Regions from separate parts of the Sus scrofa genome. Here region 2 is linked to region 1. Evidence: chromatin contacts called from public HiChIP or PLAC-seq data. All regions are on one chromosome and are shown on one strand. Each heading gives the region's core, a stretch centred on a gene start, on an enhancer-like site or on the middle of the called end of the contact. The rest is flanking DNA. Distances are from core to core; before and after follow the strand shown. Region 1 has its middle 290 kb from the start of KLF4. Region 2 has its middle 39 kb from the start of TRNAE-UUC.

Region 1 (4,712 bases), core at 940-3,439:
ACAAGCTCACTGGGAACAATGGCCAGGGCAGGGGGGGGGTGGGGGGTGGGGGGGCTTATCTGATGACCTTTGGACGAGAACTTGGCATGGGACAGCAGAAAGAAGACAGGGAGGAGATTCCTGGGGGGGAGGCAGATGATGTCTTGAATAAGCTTTGTCTTTTTTTTTTGTCTTTCTAGGGCTGCACTCGCAGCATATGGAGGTTCCCAGGCTAGGGGTCTAATCAGAGCTGTAGCCACTGGCCTACACCACAGTCACAGCAACGCGGGATCCAAGCCATGTCTGCAACCTACAACACAGCTCATGGCAACGCCAGATCCTTAACCCACTGCGCAATGCCAGGGATCGAACCCGCATCCTCATGGATGCTAGTGGCATTCATTAACCACTGAGCCATGACGGGAACTCCTTGAATAAGCTTTGGAGTTGAGAAGACAGGCAGGGAGGCGGAGGAAAGGGCCAGAGCAGGACACTTCTTCACAAAATGCCATTGTCCCTAATGCTTTGGAAGAGACAGCGGCTCATGATGCCCCAGGCTTGCATTAGTACTTATGACTGAGCCTGTGATGGGCCACGGCGCTGTTATTTACAGGCCCACTCTTCCACACAGACAGAGTGCCTGCTGTCTTACAGAAAACAGTGATTTCATTTCACCTCCCCAATAAACCTGTAAGAGTTATTATCCTCCCCGTTTTACAGATGAAGAAACTGAGGCTAACAGGGGTTAAGTGGCTTGAACTGTCAGATGACAACTCTGTGTAAGTGCCCTGCTGTATGATCCCAAAGAACAAGCGCTTTCTTTCTTCTGTGTCCATTGTCTCCTGCTCAGACTTAGAAAGTTGTGTGCCCCCTTTATGCTCTCCGTTTCTTTTCAGGGAAGAGCATTTTCCCAAGCTCTGGAGTACCCATCTGAAGAGCAGGACTCCCAGCATCTGGAAGCTTCTCCCAGTGCATCCCTGCCCTCACTCAGGAAGCAGACAGGATGGGGAGAAGCCCAGGCAGCCGAGAGGAAGCCTCATGGGGCGCCAGAGACCTACCTAAAAAGGTCCGTGCAGGCTGAGGTGGAAAAAGTCAGGGTAGAACGGAATCTTCTAAGAAGAGTCAACCCCCAGAAGGACCAACTGAGACCCCTCCAGGAACCTCAGGCCATTGCAAAAGAGGTCAATCATTAGTCTCCAGGTATCCTCCCTGGAAACGGTCTTTGGGCATCTTTGAGGTCCCATCTTCCACTCCATCTACAACTGATGTAAAATCTAACTGCTTCCAAAGAATTGGAGAAAGTCGACACAGAAATAGATACGTTACAGTGAATGTGGCACACAGGCTTTAAAACATGCTTGACAGCTTTAAACTCTTCGTGCAGACCTAAATTAGGTGATCAAAAGCTGAGGGAGAGGCATCTCTAGGACCTGCTTTAAGGAAGAGGTCAAAATAATTTATAAAGTGAGTACCTCACCTTTCTACGACCATCAGAGTTTGCAGAGCGACTTCCCACCCAGTTTGGGTACATGGATATTTAACACGCGTAAAGCCTGTGTAAATGGTGCCTCTAAAATGCTTAAGTTCTTCCTTATCCTGAGGTTTCTGTTTGAGCTTCTTTGCAGAAAGCACTCAGGGTTTGTTGAACGAATAAATGAATGACAAAGTGAGTCTTTTTTCCCCCCTTAAGTTCCAAAGGTCAGCTTAAGCCAAGCCCTTGACTGAGTCATCACAAACTGCTGGAGTCACTCATAAAAATGAACATAGATGATATATTTGCCAGGACTAGATTAAAATTAGTTCCGCTGAAATGATTTCATGTAAACATAGGAGGTGCCGTCAGGGTTGTGCCCACACATCAAATTATATTCTGGATCATGACCGTGACGCTGGTTCTAATGACCAGGGCCCTTCATGAGGTTGCCCAGAATTTCAAGCACTTTCCCGTACTTGCCTTACATGGGATAGATCCGTCTCTCAGCAGCCTTTTTGGTAGATATGGCCTGGGCTCAGAGAGAATGATGCTGAGTTTCAGAGATGTTTCAAAGGCTGGTCCCCAGAATAAAAAGCAGAGGCCCAGCCCCTACACCTTAGCTGGAGTAACTTCTCCTTAAAAGGGGTTATTGTTCTTTCTGTTCTCTAAAGAGGCAGCTTGAGCTCCTTGAGGTTACAGAGAAATTAGCTTCCCTGTAACTAAGGGAAGAACCGGAGCAGAACAGACCTCGTGCAAGTTGCCAATCCTTGGATTTTTCACAGAGTTCTCCTTCCCTCCTCCTCTGGGCACGTGGCATTCGAGCAAGTTCAAAATGTCTTAAATTCAGACTAATCATTCATTTGAAACAGAACAAGAAAAAAAAAAAAAAAAGCGATAAAGCAACTAAATCCAAGTGTTGCAAACTCCTTTAGCAAATAATTGTGAAATAGCGTTGACTTGGCCAGTTCCTGTTTTCATTTTCCATAAATCTATTCTGGTATCATTTTATTCCCTTGAAGTAGATGCAGCAAGTTCTCAGTGATACCGAGTGAAAGAACAAGAGGATAATCAAATCCCCACCATCTACCAAATAACAGTGACGGCCCCAAACTCTGACTCCGTGCTCAATTTAGAAACACTCCCTTTTCAGGGAAGGTTAGATATGTTTTAGAGGAGCTTCCAAAACTACTTAAAAATGTCCCCAAACCGGTATAAACACATCTGTAGTGAGAGATTATACGCTGGAGCAGCTCAGGTGCAACACCATGATTCTGGGGAGGTCCTGAAGCCCGTGGTGGGGTGGGACCTTGTGGCTTCAAGCAAGACCCTCCCTCCAGCTGCCACCAACCAGCTGTGTGAATCTGGGTCAGTGACTTTGCTTCTCTGAACCTGCAGAGCCTCATCTCTGGGGGGCATGATGATGGTGATTTCGGGAGTCCTTAAGAAGTGCCAAGGGTCGGGGCGGGGCTGGGGGCTTGGGAAACTGCAGCTGCCCTGGTTGTCAAGGTAGGAGAGAGAAGGGATGAAGGAGAATGGGAGGAAGGAAATGGAAGCTGTGCTTAGGTGAGGCTTGATGCAGGAGAGCTTTCTAAACACAAGGGAAATCCTATCAGAAGCAGATTGCTATGGAAGCAAAATGCCCCGTTATCTGAGTGAGGTTTTCGGGATAAAAATCTGACACCCAAATTCTTTCCGTGTGCTACTAATAGCACCACAGAGCAGAACAAATGGAAGGCATTTACCTTTCACTGACTCTCCCCTGTGCTGGCTTTTGATGGGGCAGTCAGTTCAGGCACCAGAGCCAGCTGCTGGCAGCTCCGGCTGGAGGGATCCAATTTGTAGCCTCTTCCTGGCCTGTTGCTTCTCTACGCGCCAGGCCCCTCGCACCCCTCCTTGGGTCCCTTTTTTAAGTGGAAAAGCTCCTGCCCGTGGCCCTCTGGAGGGGAGAAACGTGTCTATCCATCCTGCCAGGGTCCTCGCTGATGCCTGGCTTTGCATTATGGAAATGAAAAGGGGTTCAAGAGATCACTCTGGGGTTATCGGCCCTCCTGCTCTCTTCTGGCTGGACAAGGAGTGCAGGCAGGGCAAGCACTTGGTGTCAAGAAGCAGCAGCGTGGACTGGAACACTGGGTCCCCAGGGAATCCCTTGCAGAGATCTGAGCGGTCCCAGAAAATGGTCTCTAGCTGGCCAGGACCACAGGATGAGGATCCTTCCTCAAAGCCAGATCCCGGGGCGATGCTGGCTCACAGCGCTCTCGCATCACCCTCGCCTCCCCGTTCCCTAGCAATTCCTGGTTCTGGGCTGTGCTGGGCAGGCCCTCTGGTATCTCCTGCTCACTGTCACAGCTCAGGCTGCCACCACCTCTGGCAGCAGACACCACTCCGCCTGTGTTTCTGGGGCAAATGACTTGAGATGAATGCTGCAGTCTGGTGTACAGATTTTAGTTAGGCCCAGGACATTGGGTCCTCAATAACCTTTGAAAGTCCTCATTAAGCTCTTTGCAGAGGGCCATAAAAGCTTGTGTCATAAAAGGGTCAACGTTTGGCTTAGCCCAGCTATAAAGACAGAGCCTACACAGAAGGCCTGGGAGGCCCCCAAAAATCTAGCCCAGTGCCCCTGTGTTACTGGTGAAGGCTTGGATGCTGGGAAAGGGGCAGGAAGCTGCGTGCACTCAAGGACGTGGCAGAATCGCCGCTGGACCCCCGACAGCCCATTTACTTGACAGAGCACCACACCCCAGGAGGCAGTGTAGCATAGTGGCTGGGAATATAGGCTCTAGGAGCCAGGCTCCTGGGCTCAGACCTTGGCCTGGCCTCTTGGGAGCTGAGTGATCTTGGGCAAGTCATTAAACCTGCCTGTACATCGTTTTCCTTCTCTGTAAAACTGGGATAATACCGGTCCCTCCCCCGAAAGCTCCTCAGAGGGTTAAATGAGTCACCGTCTCTAAAACACTTAGAGCAGTACCTGGCACCTAAGAAGCCCTATATGAACATTCATTAAAATTATTATATTCTATAAGATTTGAATAACCTAATAACCGCACTTCAATAAACATTTTCAGGCTTTGTTCTGTGCCAGAAGCAGCATGTGGATGGGAGATTCCAGATGAACAAGTCATGGATTTGGCCCTCAAGCTGCTTGCAAAATCCTTTTAATGGGAACATCATGAAGAAATGATGAACCTGACCCAGCCTTGGGCTTGGAGAGGAGCAGACCCTTGGAAAGGCCAAGGGCAGGCATCCAAGCTGTAGCTACCAC
Region 2 (5,057 bases), core at 965-3,464, 680 kb after region 1:
ACAATTATAAGGGTAAGAAAAACTGTGAACTGGACAGCTATGACAAATACATTGAAATGTTATCATCAATGCATGTAATAGATTCCTCATTTTAAATTTAAACATAAAGAGAAAGGAATTTAATAAAAACCAATTTCTCTCCTCTTCCACTAGAATAAATCATTCAATATTTTGAACAATGATAGGAGTAAATGTCAAATTAGTTGTCTGGGGCACCCACATCTCAACCCAAGCCTAGACAACATTATAGCTTTGAGAGAAGCAGAGCTAATTCTTTTTTTTCCTTTTATTGACATATAGCTGACTTATAATGTGTTAATTTCTTCTATACAGAAAAATGATTCAATTATATATACATCCTTTTAAAAAATATTCTTTTCTATTATGGTTTATCATAGAATATTGAATAAACGTCCCTGTGCTATACAGTAGGATCTTGTTGTTCATCTATTCTGTATGTAACAGTTTGCACCTGATAATCTCATACTCCCATCCCTCCCCCCTCTTCCCTCCCCTTTGGCAAGCACAAATCTGTTCTCTATGTCTACGAACCTGTTTCTGTTTCATAGATAAGTTCATTTGCGTCATATTTTAGATTCCCCATAAAAGTGGTACCATATGGTATTTGCCTTTCTCTTTCTGACTTACTTCATTTAGTAATCTCTAGGTCCATCCATGTTGCTGCAAAGGGCATTAATTTATTCTTTTTTATGGCCTATTAGTATTCTGGTGTGTGTGTGTGTGTGTGTGTGTGTGTGTGTGTGTGTGTGTGTGTGTGTGTGTGTGTGTGTGTGTGTATCACATCTTCTCTATCCATTTATCTGTCAATGGACACTAGATTGTTCCCATGTCTTGCCTATTGTAAATAGTGCTGCTATCTATGAACATAAGGGTACATGTGTCTTTTTGAATTACAGGTTTGTCTGGGTTTATGTCCAGGAGTGGGATCGCTAGATCATCTGTCAACTCTATTTTTAGTTTTTAAAGGAATCTCAGTACTGTTCTCCAAAGGGCTTCACTAGTTTACATTCTTATCAACATTGTGAAAGGGTTCCCTTTTCTCCATATCCTCTACAGCATCTATTATTTGCAGACTTTTTTTTGGGGGGGGGGGGCTGCACCTGTGGCATATGGCAGTTCCCAGGCTAGGGGTCAAATCGGAGCTGCAGCTGCCGGCCTGTGCCACAGCCACCACAACAACACCAGATCCGAGCCGTATATGCAACCTACACAGCAGCTTGCAGCAATGCCAGATCCTTAACCCACTGAGCGAGGCCAGGGATTGAACCTGCAACCTCATGAATACCAGTAAAGTTCTTAACCTGCTGATCCACAATGGGAACTCCTGAAGACTTTTCAGTGAGGGCCATTCTGAATGATGTGAGGTGGTACCTCATTGTAGTCTTGATTTTCATTTCTCTACTAATTAGAGGTGATGAGCATCTTTTCAGGTGTCTATTGGCCATTTGTATGTCTTCTTTGGAGAAACATCTACTTCAGCTCTTTCTATTGGTAAAAGAAGGCATCTTGATGTAGGCAAAGACATTGAACTTGGATACAACAGTATATAAGCAGTGGCATAGCAAGTTGCTTGTCGATTTAGATACTCTATTAAACTAGCAAATAGCAATAATACTGTTTATTACATAAGCTACCATATATATAGTATCTAGTATAAGCCTACTTGATAGATAAAAGATCTTTAGTGCCTACTTTAAGTTGATTAACGACTGCTGTATCAGGCAGGAAGTTTGAACTTGAGCCAAGCCAATATCAACATGAAGTGGGTCAATTCAATAAAATGTGCCTCAGTTTTCCTTTCTCCAAAATACCTGCTTCTGCCTTCAAAACAGAACTACAGAGGTAACTAAAATAAAAGGAAGGCCTTTGAACCCTTGGAGAAGAGATACCAGAGAAATCTAAACTCTTATTACTTGTCTTTGCTAAGTAATACTAGGGATTTTCCCCACCAGGAAATAGTTCTCCACTCCTAAGAAAGCATATTGTCCATATCAGGCAAATGCTACAGTGCTGACCTATTTACCAGTGTCAAATATAATCTTGGCAATGCTTTTAGTTAACTGAGTTCATTATGCTTAAGGACACAGAGTCAGGTGAACAGGGAAATACCAAGAGGGCCTCCTCCTGCATGCTACATATGGGAGTGACTGGACAGGTTTGGGGCGCTGACTCGTCAGCAACAAAAGAGAATTAAACCAAACCTTCCTGTTTAGTTGTCATGCTATTCTGACACTCCTGGGATTTCCCATTTTCTATTCTACCACCCAATGGCAGAGTCCTTCTTTCCTAGAGAACACGGATCCAAGCCCTCCTTTCTTGGTTACTTATACTTGGCACTTGACTGACAGGCATTCCAACTGCTGCCATTTTAGAGCCAACAATTGGAATTTCACTCAGATTAAAAAAAAAAAAAATTACTTCTACAATAGGAGTGAAACACTCATGGAAATTTGGCTTTGAACTGATTTAGAGCCTACTTTGGCAAAGGAGGAAAAATACATTTTCACAGTTGCTTCAAATGGTAGCAAACCTCCACATAGGTCCACAGCCTGAAAGAGGCAGCTCGTAAAACCTTAGAAAACTTGTCAGTAAAACAAATTTTATTTCTCTGGGACCAATCCCTCCTGAAAATACCATGCCAGGTCCTTGATGGAATTCTAAACAATGAGCACACCACCAAAAAAACACAAATCCTTGTCTTCAAAGAAAATGAAGTCTTTGAGCAGCACTGTCTCATTAATCCTCATGATAAATATATAAGGAAGTCAAGAACAGTCATTACGTTTTTCCCATTCTGCAGATTTTGTGGGCTCCAACACTTGCCTAGGGTAACAGGAAATATTTGTGGCACAGCCCAGCCTTCAGGTCTGGCCAGACTCCTGGGAAATTACTGCTTTCTCATAGGTTCTTGTATCATCATATGGTCACTCTCTTATTCACACACTGGGCAAACATTCACTGAATGCTGACTCCACGCCAGGCATTGAGCTATGTGCCAGTATAGGAAACTGATTAAGGAAAGGTCCTGCCCCAGAAAAATGTACAGTCTAAGAGAAGGCCGGACGTAAGTAGAAAATTACAAGATCCAAGAATTATAAGCAATATAGCTGAGTGCTTAAGAGCATGGCTGGTGCAAAGGAGATCTAGGAGACCTGGGTTCAAATTCCTGCTCAGTCTCACATTTGCATTTTCCTATGGCACTTATCTCCTTCTAAGGTACTATATAATTTACCTCTATAAGGACAAGTATCTTTTGGCTGTTTGTTCAGGGATGTGTCTTCAGGGGCCTGGCACATAATTGGTGTTGAATAAACATCTGTTGAATGAATAAATTCACTATATGACCCTGGGAAATTTATCTTCTTTGAGCCTCAGGTTCCTCATCTGTAATACAGGGGTTGTCAGGGGGACTGTGCTAAATAACATACACCAGTGCTCAGCACAGAGACTAAGCCTTAAGAAACAAAGTGGCCACAATGGTTAAATATTTATGATACAGTAGTCTCCAGTGCTGTGAGAGCACTAAAAACCATTAACAATCTCTACTTAGAGATATCAGATAAGCCTGAAAAATGAGTAGTGGAAGAAAAAGTGAAAGGAAAGGACTCAAATCACAAGAAAGCCATGATGGGGACTAAGAAGATTTCACTGGAAGCTACATTTTGTTCACAGTTTTCCATCCCTGCGCTCCCATGGACTTCTGTACTGTAGAGGTCCCTCCTCCTGGATGGTTTTCAGAGCCCAGCAGAGAGCAAAAGTTCCTAATTCCTCCTACACAAAGGCCTCTCCTTCAGCATCAGCCACAGGTTGGATTCTTTGTGCTCAGTACAAACCCAATGAAATGAGGCTGACCATGTAGTGACTGCAACAAGTAAAACAAGAGGCTTTCCGCTGGATGACACACCTCTGATTCAGTCTGCCCTGACAAAGCTGGAGATTAAGTTTCCTTGCCTAAAGCGGCAAGGAGAAACATGACACCCTTTACTGGCTATGAGTGGAACACACTTTATTAACCCAGCCTTAATTATATTCCATTTTGAGATTCAATAGTTTCGATTGCAACACTACATGAAACCAGGGGGAATTGCACCCCATGGGACTCGCCACTAACAAGATCAGAAAAGTGCCTCTAAAACAGTGACCAGCTTCTGCCAACCAGTCAGTAGTGAGCAGCCTGGAGCCCTTGCCTAGCTCTGGGGGAGCCCCAGAGGTGGCCAAATCAGGACACGGCTGGGACGGCAGTAAGCTCTGTAACATGAATCTGGTCTCTATTTGTAAAGAAATAATGTCTCACTGCGAAAAGCAAGAAGCAAATGTGGCAGGATTTACATGAAGCCTTAACTTGATACAGTGAACAGCACTATGTCCACACAGACACTCATTCTCATCTGATCATCGTAATCCCTCTCTTCTCACCCTCAGTTCTTGCAAGAGACAGAAAATGACCTTTTACTTTTCAGTAACAGATTAGAGTCAATCTTAATCAGAGGCAAGTGAACTAATCTTGCACTATTTTTTAGGTCAAGTTTTCTCCAAATATTTTGCCTACCATCCTTCACTTTTCAAATAAGGCTACTGAGACAGCTGATTGATCCAAGAGTTGAGTGTCTTTGTTATAATTATCAATAAATACAAGTTGTTGGGCATTTGCTAATAATTATGTTAGGAGTTTTGCATGTATTATCTCATTAAATCTTCACAATAGCTTACAAGGTGGACATCTGCCTTCCATTTTTTCAGTTTCCACAATCAGAAAAAAGAAGTGCAGTTCATATCTAAATCTATGTGAGGCCTAAGCTAGCACCATTTTCGCTACACTCTGCCTCCACTGGATTGCAGGATCTGAGAAGACATGGGGCACTGCCTGAATTATCTGGGTCCCCCAGTGCCCAGCAAAAGCCCTGAAGTATGGTAGGCCTCAGTGATATTCGGTTAATTAACTAACTAACTGGGTAATTTTAAAGAATCTTAGGCTTGGAGTAAGGGGGCTAATTGGAAGCCAGCTCTTACAGTAATAAGCCATGTGATTTGGGGCC

Evidence for each region. HiChIP or PLAC-seq counts read pairs in DNA pulled down with a chosen protein or histone mark.
Region 2: an H3K27ac HiChIP or PLAC-seq map of alveolar macrophages shows a contact between it and region 1. The contact joins two enhancer-like sites. A contact is called at or near these places in 1 of 47 Hi-C or Micro-C datasets (embryonic fibroblasts) and 1 of 2 datasets of contacts at active chromatin or transcription factors (alveolar macrophages).

Annotation. Positions count from the first base shown.
Region 1 is chr1:248,893,967-248,898,678 of Sscrofa11.1, forward strand. No RefSeq gene overlaps it. Among named protein-coding and RNA genes, the nearest start is that of KLF4, 290 kb to the left of the region's middle. Within about 2 kb of position 2,190, at least 9 of the 83 cell types and tissues checked have an H3K27ac peak or open chromatin away from gene starts, as enhancers often do. A contact at or near this core is called in alveolar macrophages, where this site is marked.
Region 2 is chr1:249,573,402-249,578,458 of Sscrofa11.1, forward strand. No RefSeq gene overlaps it. Among named protein-coding and RNA genes, the nearest start is that of TRNAE-UUC, 39 kb to the left of the region's middle. Within about 2 kb of position 2,215, at least 5 of the 83 cell types and tissues checked have an H3K27ac peak or open chromatin away from gene starts, as enhancers often do. A contact at or near this core is called in alveolar macrophages, where this site is marked.